Linked DNA regions of Mus musculus: all the other regions are linked to region 1. Evidence: chromatin contacts called from public Hi-C data. All regions are on one chromosome and are shown on one strand. Each heading gives the region's core, a stretch centred on a gene start, on an enhancer-like site or on the middle of the called end of the contact. The rest is flanking DNA. Distances are from core to core; before and after follow the strand shown.

What was found. Hi-C and Micro-C count contacts between places; a contact is called where the count stands out from the background.
Region 2: a contact with region 1 is called in a Hi-C map of embryonic stem cells, with 2.8 times the contacts expected there. The contact joins the enhancer-like site here to the promoter of Tmem63c in region 1. A contact is called at or near these places in 2 of 39 promoter capture datasets (cranial neural crest and stem cell-derived epiblast-like cells) and 2 of 484 Hi-C or Micro-C datasets (the Ba/F3 cell line and embryonic stem cells).
Region 3: a contact with region 1 is called in a Hi-C map of embryonic stem cells, with 2.1 times the contacts expected there. The contact joins the enhancer-like site here to the promoter of Tmem63c in region 1. A contact is called at or near these places in 9 of 39 promoter capture datasets (the C10 cell line, cranial neural crest, embryonic stem cells and 5 more) and 3 of 484 Hi-C or Micro-C datasets (embryonic stem cells and rod photoreceptor).

What each region holds. Positions count from the first base shown.
Region 1 is chr12:87,023,933-87,027,919 of GRCm38.p6, forward strand. Tmem63c (transmembrane protein 63c) reads left to right here and starts at 2,360. Exons shown (of 24, transcript NM_001361704.1): 1 at 2,360-2,658.
Region 2 is chr12:87,407,508-87,411,494 of GRCm38.p6, forward strand. Gm33444 (a long non-coding RNA gene) reads left to right here. Exons shown (of 3, transcript XR_381803.4): 2 at 623-860; 3 at 1,500-3,987. Among named protein-coding and RNA genes, the nearest start is that of Sptlc2, 21 kb to the left of the region's middle. Within about 2 kb of position 1,809, at least 144 of the 459 cell types and tissues checked have an H3K27ac peak or open chromatin away from gene starts, as enhancers often do. A contact at or near this core is called in embryonic stem cells, where this site is marked.
Region 3 is chr12:87,329,439-87,333,425 of GRCm38.p6, forward strand. All of the region lies in intron 9 of Sptlc2 (serine palmitoyltransferase, long chain base subunit 2), which reads right to left. Among named protein-coding and RNA genes, the nearest start is that of Ism2, 32 kb to the left of the region's middle. Within about 2 kb of position 1,738, at least 45 of the 459 cell types and tissues checked have an H3K27ac peak or open chromatin away from gene starts, as enhancers often do. A contact at or near this core is called in embryonic stem cells, hematopoietic stem and progenitor cells and pre-B cells, where this site is marked.

The DNA of each region.
Region 1 (3,987 bases), core at 1,110-3,609:
TCAGGGCAAAACAAAGATGGTAAGTGCTTTCCAGGCCCACCCTCAGCCAGCCGCTCTGCTCATTAGGCAGTCTTCCAAAAATTTCACAATATCTCCAAACAGTGCCATGGGTTGCAGACCAAGTATCCAAGCACATCAGCTGGATAAATGATGGTGGGCTCCATTCGAAGATACTAGGTGCTCTTGTGCAGGAAAAGCAGCTGACTTAGCCAGGCTGTTTCATTTATGCTACTGAGAATCCTTTTGCTTCTTAATATCGTTCTTGCTCACCCTAGATTAACACTGGAATTTAGCAACACAATTATAAAGACAATTGCATTTGTAGTGGTTCAGAGACAACAGTGCAGGTCAAAAGCACACCCTGACCCACAAGAGTGACAGCATCTGCATCTTCAGTATACAGGCATTAAATGCCAAATCCCCCACCAGTCATTGCCACACATCTTCACTAAGAACCTTCTACACACTCGACCCTCACCTGGTCGGCTGGTATTTGCATGGCTGGGATACCCAGTTATCTCTTCTTCCGCTGTGTCTGCCTGGTGTCTTTGTGGATCTCATTTCATTCCCCTGTCATATGATTGATTCACATTTAGCTGGTCTCTCAGCTATAGGCTTTGGGTTTTTTGTTCGTTTTGTTTTTGTATGACCTAGCAATAGCAAGTTCAATGATGGGGGAGCAATGATGACAGTCACTGTTCACAAAACATATAATTAATCCTCATGACGGACCCTGTAAATAATAAGGTCATTATTATTTACTCCATTCTACATGTGTAATTAGGAATTGCAGAGAGGTCCCTGTGCTTAGGTGGTCTAGCTGGTACCTAAGTTCAGACACTGAGGACTGTTTTTTTTCCTTTAGACCGGTGTGTGTGTGTGTGTGTGTGTGTGTGTGATACTCACAGTAATCCCCCTTTCTCTGGCAACCAAGTGCTAGGAGCAAAGGTGTAATCTATCCTGGGGGTTCTTTTTTATTTTTTAATATTTATCTTTAAAACTAACTATTTATTTTTATCTTATGTGCATTTTTATTTTGCCTTCTTGCATGTCTTGTGTTGGATCCCGTCTGAACTGGCATTACAGATGGTTATGAGTTGCCATTTACGTGTATGGGAGTTGAACCCAGGTCCTCTGGAAGAACAGCTAGAGTTCTTAACCACTGAGCAATCCCTCCAGCCCCAGCTCAAGAATCCTTAAACAAGATTCTTATACTTACCTGTTTTGTCTCCATACCCATTACCCCTTATTGAGAAGCCCGATGAGACTGTTAGAGAGACTTAGACCTCAACTAGCCATGTCTTCTTGCAGAGGCAAAACAAAGATGGGATTGAGTTACTGACCACAGTCCAGCAGGACGGCAGCAGAGGCAGGGTTAGAACTCAGATCCCAGCAGCGGTAGAATTAGTGATGGTCAAAGCTTTCCTGCGCCCTCGAGGGGATAAGCAAATGAATGGGCGGAAACACACCAGGTTACACCTCGACAGAGCCTGTCTAGATCGTCTCAGCCTTGAGCTCTCAGGGAGTGGCTGATGGTGGGGAGACAGGAACATGGCATGGGGAGACCTAGCACGGGCTGGCAAGGGTATAAGTGCTACAGGCTATGAAAACGCAGGAAGACATAGATATCTTCTTCCCCCTCCAGTGTCTCCTGGTCCTGTCTCACACGCTTCCTCCATGGTCTTTCATATTGTTAACAGCTCTGACAATATCCCACCATTATAAAACATTATTCAGTAGTGGCTCCATAATAAAATGTTTACTAAATAAGTGTGCCGGAGCCCTGGAGGGAGTTGGGGGCTGTTGCTGCCGAAGCTCTTACTTTGCATTGTGGTCTTGGGGTAAACACATGGCATTCGCCCCCAATTAAAAGCCTGTCTCGAGCCTGGCGTGGTGGTGCACGCCTTTAATCCCAGCACTTGGGAGGCAGAGGCAGGCAGATTTCTGAGTTCGAGGCCAGCCTGGTCTACAAAGTGAATTCCAGGACAGCCAGGGCTATACAGAGAAACCCTGTCTCGAAACCCCCCCCCCCCAAAAAAAAAGCATGGTTGGCAGGTCTTTGGTGAAGCCTGAGACCCACTTGAGGAGTGTGGTCCTGACAGAATGGACCGGACTTATCGCGTTCCTGTGGGCCTCCTGGGTGGGGTTCTGGTCAATTTATAAACCTTTCTTTTGTTGAAGAAGGAGTCAGCACTGAGCCATGCCCGGATATGGTCCTAGGGTGTGGCACAGTGCTACCTTGGTGAGGTTGAATGTGTTTCCTTGCTTCTGACTAGCTGGGCTAGGAGGCCTCAGAGGAGAGTTTGAAGCGTGGGAGAAGGTGGGTGGACAAGGCAGCTGCCAAGGCCCAGAGAACCTCAGTTGTTGCAAACCGCAGCCAGGGAGCGGCAGCCTTGTGCATTCGCGATGGTCATGGTTTCTGATAACTACAGGATTTCCAGGGCAGAGCCTTGGTCCCTGCTTATCTAGCCCGGGTTCCCCCACAGGTCAGAGCAGCGTTGGGCGGGGCCAAGGTTGACTCCTACTGGGAGGAGCCGGGATGCCGCTCCCGCGGTGATGCAGAGGGGAATTTGCTGACAGTCCCTTGCCAGGTGGAGCTGGCTTTACCAGGCCGCTAAAAAGAAGGAGGAGGAGGACCCACCCGCAGTCTCCTCTCAGGTAGAGTGTTGTCTGTCACTGATCCTGGTAGCCCGAGCTCCTCGCCTGGGGTTGGCAGTGGCCGTGAGGGCGCAGATGCGGTGAGCTGCCGGTAGAAGGGATGAGAGAATCCGGGTCTTGGACCAGGGAGGGGGCGGGGAGGGATAGCTTGCTTGAGAGCTTTCGGCGACCTGGGACTGGACTGGAGAGATGGTAGTAAGGGAGACTGCGCCACATGCGGAGCACATTGGCTGTCTCTCGGCATGTACCTAAGGAAGGGTGGGCTAAGACGCCCGCCCACTAGGAAGGGCCTTGGCTTAGGAGACCTGTCTTTACGGGATGCCGGAATGGAGGTGGGCGGGAGGCTTGCCTGGGGTGGGGGTGTCCCTGCCTCTTGTCTGAGTAGGTGGGAGTTCCTCTCAGGGCAGTGCCACCCCCACCCATCTAGGGACTCCCCAGGGCTCTGCTGCCCACGCAATGGGCAGGGCTGGGAGGAGGCGATCTACTTCACCGGTTCCGTGACCACAGCATCAGTGATGGATTGTGTGTGGGTCTGATTCTAAGATGGACAGTCTGAGTTTCAAGGCGGCAGGTTCCTGGGAGCAAAGGACACCACCTTTCTCTCTATATTTTTAAAGTCAGGATCTGCTTCCAATCTCAACTTGAAAGAAACTTTGGGTTTGGTTGAAGATACTGGGGAAACTGAGGTCCAGGGGTGCATTTGACTTGCCAGAAGTCACTTGGTCATTACACAAGCTGGCCTCCCAGGCATAATCTCACCACCAGCCCCCCCCCCCCACACCCTCACCCCCACCCCCGGCTGTGCGAACAGGGGCTAGTCTTGCTCTGTAGCTCCCTGATCCTCTCTGGTGTGGATTCCCACCCAGCATGCCTTTCTCCTCATCCCTGAGGACACAGGGAGTTAACAATTTCAGCAGGCTTGGGGAGCCAGAGTGGTAGACACCTGCAGGGTTCTGGCATCGGTCAGGAGGAAACTGCTAAGAACTGCTGGGTAGAAGGGGTGATGGGTCAGTTCTGTGGGTTCAGGAAAATAATGAGAGGTGGCTTTTAGTAGCGGAGGAAGTTTCTCGGTGTCTGTGCCATGTGGCAGCCTTGCTGGAGGCCCAGGGAAAGTCCCTAGGGGACCGGATGGTGTTGAAGGATGAACTTCAAGAGGCTGTGGCACTTGTTCCCAGATGGGTGATGGGGTCATCTGTGGGGATACAGTCTCAGCTTTCCTTCCTATTCTTGTCCTCTCTGATCAGTGTGCCCCCCCCTCCCCCAAGAAGACTCCATTTAATCTGCTGCCCTCCTAGTTGATTGTCTCAAGCCATCTTGTCCTCCCTTTCC
Region 2 (3,987 bases), core at 559-3,058, 380 kb after region 1:
TCGAACTCAGAAATCTGCCTGCCTCTGCCTCTCAAGTGCTAGGATTATAGGCGTGCGCCACCACTGCCTGACCCATTTCCAGGTTCTTAAGGATTTGACTGAGGAATAAGGAAGAACAATGATAAAAGAGGAAGGAAGGGAATAGGTCTAGACTAGAAAACATTGTCACCAGGAAACCGAGGACAAGGTCTTTCCACCCCCAATGGTTCTCTGCTCCCCACAGAGGGTGAAAATTAGGTCAGCTAGTTATTTTAGGCTTCCATCGCAAAGGGACTGCCTGTTTTACGCGTTCCTAGGCACTTAATGGCGACAACCTTTCTCTCTAGAAAGTTCACTGAAACAGATTTGGGTTAGCCTTGACAGCGGTTCTTGCAGAGACCAGAGAAGAGGGTGGCAGAATCCTCCCGTGACCCTTTGAAAGGGGACCGGCAGGGGGACCAGGGGAGAAGGGCACCATCTCCAGCACGGCTCAGGGGCCTCTGCATGTGAAACAGGAGGAGGATAGAGGATGCACATGAGGAAGGAAATCATCAGGGACGCCAGATCTCAGTGCAGCAGGCGTGGTTTCTGGGAACAGAGACTGGCTGGCAACCCTCCCTCCTCCTCCTTTGCATTCTTGTAGATTGACGTCGCAGCCTCTCTGGAGAAAGAGCCACCGCACGGGAAACACTTCAGCCACAGGTTGAGGACCCGCAGTGCACACGCACAAATGCACGGACGCTAAGAGGATCATGCAAGAGGAAGGAACTTGTGCACTTCTGTTGTGCCTTTATTCCACGGAATTGTTACCGATGGATTCGTTTTTATGCTGGAAAGAACAAGGAAGGACAATGTTCCAACTGCTGGACCTGTTAGGGACAGTGAGTGCCTAGCCCTTTACCGGAATGGCCTGTTGACCTTTGTTCTGGAGTTCTGAGCACTTCCTTTGGATGAGAGATCAGGTCAAACACTAGGGTCAACGTTGGGTGTGTAAGAGGGAGGAGGGAAGGGAAGAGGAGTTCCAAATCCTTTGGAAAAAGCTCAGACACCAAAGACAAGATCAGGGCTCGCCTTGGGAGGCGTGGAAGAAAGGACAGGCTTCATGTAAGGAATTCTGTGGAATTACAAAACCAAGAACACTGTGACTTATGAAGAGTTCCATACTTTCTAGTCACTGCTCTGAGCATTGTGGAGGACTATAATCATATCTCTAGGCCACATCCCAAGAGACCATAGTGTTGCCAGAGAGCACCCATCTACCTTGTGAATTATGAGAACACTGGAAGTTACACTGTCACCTTCTCTCCAGCCTCTGTCCTTTCTCCTATTTTATTGGTTCACACCTAAGGCAAAAACTCTTTGCTCTGTTGGATGGCTTTTTGGGATTGTCCCCATTCTGCAGATGAGAAAAATGAGGCATGGGGAAACTAATACAATACCGTTGGCAAATGGATGCAATCAAGCTTCAAATGTGGGCCAGTATAATTGTTTTTTATTTTTTTATTTTATTTTTTTTGCAGTGCTGACATCTTATACCAACCAAGTGCTACCCACTGAGATGCATTCGCAGCGCTGATTTAGAATTCAATCTTAGGTATCACATTGTATTTCCCATGACTATAATTAAATGGAGGACAGCTCATGGAATGCCTGCAAGAATGATAAGTGGTCCTGTTGCTAAAACTTCTTCCCAGAAGGAGAAAGAACATATGCCCCTTCTAAGGCTCCAAAGAAAAACTGGGGAACCAGCAAGTCTATTGTGCTTCAGGGATGACGAGTCACTTACAGGGTGTGGTTGCTGCTCTGGGCAACAGGCTGTACCTGGAAAGGCTTTATCCAGCAAGGATGAGCCCCGCCCCCTATACTCTAGCCCCTCCCAGAAGCTGTGTACAATTAAGGCGTGGTTGCATATAACAAGTGCTAGGGAACAACTGAATACTCAAGATGGGGGCCTTGGTGACCATCCCCAGGCCCCCTGTGTCAACAACCCCAGCTGGGATGGGTGATCCTTGTGCAAAGGGGCACCGGCTGGAGTTTCCCCATGATGGCAGTGGCTCTGCTTAGAGGGCAGTCAGTCACAACAGGTCCAACCAAGAAAAAGGATATCAGTACAAAAACTACTCCAAACAGAGCGAGGTTAATGCCAGGAATTGTTGATAGAAGAGCTGAGAAGTCCACAGGAAGTAGTAAGTCAGGGTGAAACAGCGGGGTGCTACCAGGACCTGAAGTGCAGAGAGCTTAGCCTTTCTGGGATGCAGTAATAAAATAAATAAACACAAATGGAAGGGCTCAGGCACTGGCACTTAACTTGTTTTTTTCTTTTGTTTTTCTTTTTTTGGTTTTTTCGAGACAGGGTTTCTCTGTGTAGCCCTGGCTGTCTTGGAACTCACTTTGTAGACCAGACTGGCCTCGAACTCAGAAACCCGCCTGCCTCTGCTTCCCAAGTGCTGGGATTAAAGGCGTGTGCCATCATGCCCGGCGCACTGGCAACTTCTTACTCACAGCTCTGTAGGCTAGAAACCCAAGACCAAGGGCCTGGTAAGGTTTTATTCTGAAGTCTTCCCTTGGCTTATGGGCAGCTCCATTGCATTTCGTGACTTCTCTCTGTGTGGACCACCACAGAAATCACCAATAAGCTCTCTGCTATCTCTCGTTTTTACATTTAAAAAGACATTTCTTTTACGTTCTGTTTTTTCATGACAGAATACCATGCAGTCCAAGTTGGCCTGGGACTTAATCTATTGAGGGTACTCTTGAACTTCTGTTCCTCCAGCTTTCCACCCCCCACCCCCGCCCCCACCGCTATTGTAGCCTTGGCTGGTCTGGAACTTGTTAGGTAGACCCGGCTGGTCATGAACTTGCAGTGATCCTCCTGCCTCTGCTTCCTGAGTGCTGAGGGCGTTTGTTTTTCCTTGCTTAGCTGACTCTTGCTTCGTAAGCACATGTTCTCAGTCCATCTGGATGTTGCTTGGTATTCAACTGAGTTCAGGGTGCAAGGGTTCCCGGACACTCCCACTTTGATGTGAGAAGGTCTGCCCAGGCCTGAAATGTGTTCAGAAAGAACCTGAGAAGTGATGTGGTCTTTCCATTTACCTCGTTGTGGAGTAAGAGGAAATCTACCCCATGGCTGATTCCAAAGTGTAGTTGTACCATTTACTGTGGGAGTTGAAGTTCAAATACACGCTGGGGTCAGAGGCAGGAGGACTACTGCAAGTTCTGGTCTATATAACAAGTTCTAGGGGGCTGGAGAGATGGATCAGCGGTTAAGAGCTCTGACTGCGCTCTTTCAGAGGTCCTGAGTTCAATTCTCAGCAACCACATGTTTGGCTCACAACCATCTGTAATGGGATCTGATGCCCTCTTCTGGTGTGTCTGAAGACAGCTACAGTGTACTCGTATAAATAATATTTTAGCAAGTCCTAGGTCAACCGAGGCTGCAATAGTGAAGGGGTGGGGCCAGGAGGATGAGGAGGAGTTCAAGGTCATCCTCAGAGATATATCAAGTGGTAGGGGTGGGGTGGGCACGGTGAGGACCTCAGTCCGGGTCAGCAAAGCTGCATCCAGGGAGGGGACCGAGAACTAGAGAGCCTCTGAGCAAAGCTGGTTTTGTGCCAGGCTTGCAATCTCAGGACTTAGAAAACTGAGATACGAGGATTACCATAAGTGTGGGGCCAGCCTAGGTTGTATAGTTCCCAGCCAACCCAGATGACTCAGCAAAACCACGCTTCAAGACAAGCCCCCAACATAATTAAAAAAAGAAAACCTACTGAGCTGCTCCAGGCTGTTGTTGCTACGTGGTGGTGGGGAGGGGCAGGAAGGGGGAGGCACGAGGGGTGGGGGTGTGAAGGGAGGGGAGTGGTTTTGTTGGTTTTAGTTATAAGTCAACCTTTTATGTGAATTTTACTAGTTTTAAATACGGACAGCAAAGAAAAGCGTTTTGAAGTCTGATGGGGGTCACTGGACTGCAGTCTCTGAGATAAGCAACGAGGGTAGGCAAGGAGGTGGAAA
Region 3 (3,987 bases), core at 488-2,987, 300 kb after region 1:
ATTTCCTGGTTGGAGTCACAACTGAACTCAATTAATCGCTCGTACCTAAGGCTCACTGTAGCAGTGGTCTCTGCACCGATGAAGTCTCTCTTGCTTTACTGTAGTAAAGAAGCGTCACGGAGTTGGAGGTGGAGCTCAGGGGCAGGGAGCTGGTTTACTATGTGCAAAGCCTGGGTTCACTGCCCATCGGTACAAAAAAAAATTTTTTTTTAAAGTAAAAGCATCCTTGATAAAGTTTCTTCTTTAACATTTAATACGGTGGAAGTAGATGACAGGAGCATACAGATCAAACGTTTAGAGAATGAGAAAAATCACAGGAAACAATTAATACAGATTCAACCCTTAGGCATATTCTCATTTCTGGTTATTAAGCTGTCAGAAGATAACTGGTCTCAGTATCTCGTTACTGGCATATACAAAGTAGTTGTGCAACAACAGATTCATAAAGATGAAGGACTCCTGTGACCAACTCTTCTGGGAGAAAAGAAGCAATGCCAGTCAATCATGTGGTGGTGTGCAAAGTCAGGTATGTTCTTCACCACAGACAAGGCCACATCGGTCACAAACCCAAAACGATGAGTAGAAAGCGAAACTGTGTGTTAGCTCAAATAAATGAACACAAAACTGTAGAGAAAAAAATCTGACTATAAGATAAAGCTTCCAAATAATTAAAATAGAGCTAAGGAAATTTACCTGCTTTAACCTTTGAATATTTAAGAGCTTAGCCTCCCCACAGCATGCAACCACATTTCCAAATGAGGGGCCTCTGGTTCAGGGCTCCATGCCTACCCCAGGGGAACCCAAGTGCCTTCTTTAGGTTTTCTACTAAGAACAAAGTTCCATTTTATGGCCAAGTGTACTTCTGTTCAAAAACTAGCTTAAAGTCTGATGCTTGTGGGCATCTTAATAGCCAGTTTCAAACTGACTGAAAGAAGAAACAAAAATGAGTTTCCTACTATAAAAAACTTATTTGCATTTGGATTTTAAAAAGGAGATGAGAGTGGAAGAAGGAAAAGCTCTTGGTGAACCGGTTGCTGAGTCAGGGAGAGGAAGTAGGCGGTCAAATCCCCACCCCCACCCTGTCATCTGTCATGCTGAGTATTCACTAGAAAAATTGGGTGTTTTGTGGAAAATTAGCTGAACAGAATAAGAAAATTAGAAATAGGTCATAAAACAGTTTGCTTTAATAAAACATTAAATATGGCCCGAAGTAGAAGCAGATGGACTAAAAAACCACATCCTATTTGGAACAAGGTACAGAGAGGACTTGGCCCACATGTGGGCTCAAATTTCCTCACCTGTAAAGCAGTCTTAATGCTTATTGATTTTAAAAAGTTAAAGCCGTTGGCTAAAAGGCCTTTGTGTTAGACAATGAAGGAGTTTTTTTCCTTTAATTTTTGGTAAGCGATAAAAGACTCCACGGGGGCGGGGGCGACTCACTTAAAGTTTGCTTAAGCAGGTTAGATCTTTGCTTCAAATAATTTACACATTAAGTTTCATAGAGGACATGGTGTGTAAGGCAGAGAAGGCAGAGAGAAGGGCGCAGAGAATTAAGAAAGGAGCAAGGTGAACCAAGGAGAAAGTTTCTTGTCGAGACTAGTTCTTCCCAGGCATCTCACGGAGCCACTCAAAGGCTGTTTTCAAAGGCACAGAGCACATCTTGTTCAACTCCAGCACAGAGCTGGTCCCTGATAAATGCTGACACAAACATGTCTTGACAGCAGTGCTCTAGGCACTAAGGCACAGGACAGGGGGTCTGGCCTAGAGCTCAGCACTGGAGTAACTGCTCAAATGTGCAAGGTAGGGATGAAACCATTCACCAGAAAATTCGCTCTGCCTCTCTCCTCTTCTAATCGCTGGGCTTGGCTCATTGCCTCCTCTCCCCCACTGATCTGGATAGGTTTCTAAACAATCTTCATTAAAACACAGTAATAAAGGACAAAGCAGGAAGCAATCGCTCCTGGGCTCGGAAGGCAGTGCTAAGGTGGGTCAAACGTCCTGAGTAGCATGCAGTTCTCTACAAGATCATACAGATGCTTCTTCAAAGACAGCACTTGCCATCTCCTAAATTAGTTGCTGGATCATTTAACACCTCATTAGCAAGTCTATTGCTGGGTTAATTCAAACAGGCCAAACCTGAGTTTAATTAAACTTCAGCCTACCCAAGTTCTACAGCAGTAACAGAATTTACCTAGGTTCTTTAGAAGCCAAGTGCAGTGAAGTTTTCCATATGGAAGTGCGTTGTGCAGTCCCTGTAAAAGCCACCTGTTAAATGCATGTATCCAACTCACTTTGTCTTTGATGTGGCCATGGTGGTAGCATCCAACTACACGTGAAAAACACTGTACACAAAGCACTAAATTATTTTACATCCAATTGCAGTTCTGGAATTTTTTTAAACATCTTAGTTGATTTTTATGGATATTTTGATTCATTAAAAAGGTCTTGGATCTAAAATCCACTACAGAATGTGGTCAGTGATGCATGAAGGACAAGCTAGCTCTCCGGATTTGGTGGGCTTTTCAGAACTTCCCCGGACTCTTCTACTCACCTGCTCTTACTTGATATTGACAGTGAAAGAGAGCCAACAATGACAGTAATTCTAGGGGACACGGGAAGGCTGGCCAGGAGGAAGGAAACGGAGCAGTAAAGGCGAGCAGAACTGTAGCTCCTCCTCCCTGGCTGGCTGCAGCTTTCTGAGCAGCACTCTTCTCCTAACAGCAGCACAGACCATCTCACTTTGAATCTCATTTTAAGCAGGATTTAATATGCTTAATGAATTATTTTAAAGCTCTATTAAAAAACCAATATAGGAACATGCAACTTTAATAGAAATAAAAATGCTCCCTCCCCAGCCTCCTACTCCCAGGAAGCAGTGCTGGGTTTTGTCTGCCTTTCCTGGTTTTAAGCTCCACAATGTTAAACCTCTTTGTCTTGTTCCATCATTCCTCAGTGGAGTCTGGGAACGGTGTCCTAGAACATAGTCCTTCTAGAGCATGTTTTCTCCGTGAATCACCACCAATTTGCATAACTTTACATTTCTTCTTTTGGCTAGACACTTTCATAAATTTAAAAACATAAATGTTAAATTTTCTTTATAAATTTATAGTAGACTGTCGATTTTTTTTTATTAAGTACAGTAACAGTAGTGGGAGAGTATATTGAAGCCCTAGGGAATTTAAAGTTGTTTTGTTTAGCTTCACTCCATGGCCCCGGCTGGCCTTGACCTCACTAGGTTGACCAGGCTGGCCTCAAACCTTCAGCAATCATCGTGCCTTAGCTTGCCAAGTCTTGGGCTCACTGGCACCTGCTAGTATGCTTGGCTGGGGCAAGAATGTAGAAGCCTGTAAAGATGTCTGCCAACCTCACTGAAAGGTATCCAAGCTAACCTTACAAACACAGAGCAGAGACACACATACACAGGTCGCTCTGTGGTTCTAGTGACAGCTCAAAACAGTAATAACCTAAACATCCACTAACAGAAGGAACAAAAGGCTGCCCGAATACGCTGGAATGCTGTAAAACTGCAAACAAGTGACTGAGAAAATCACCCCCAACATGGGACTCATAATGAGAAAAACACAGCAAACTGTATTAAGATACATACAGCAAGAGTGGTTCGTGTAACATTTGAAAACACAAAGGACAGGGACAGTCATTATTAGAATCTGGTCTATTCCTACACGTAATAGAATGTAAAATTTCAGGTAGCAGAACCTATGTGACATAATTGAAAATAGGAAAAACTATATTGTGTCCTTGATTCATTCCAAATCTCCCCACCCTGCAAACGGTTTAAACACTATTCCATACTCACATACTATCTACCTGCTTCAGCCCTGCAAACTGAGAAACCGGCCTACGACTCTCCCATGACTACACTATTCACTCCTCTCGCCTGTATACCTCTGGTCAACAGACCTTAATGTGGCATTTCCTTTGAATGTAGTAAAGACTGCCCATGCATTGAAGGTCCTCTGGTATCTT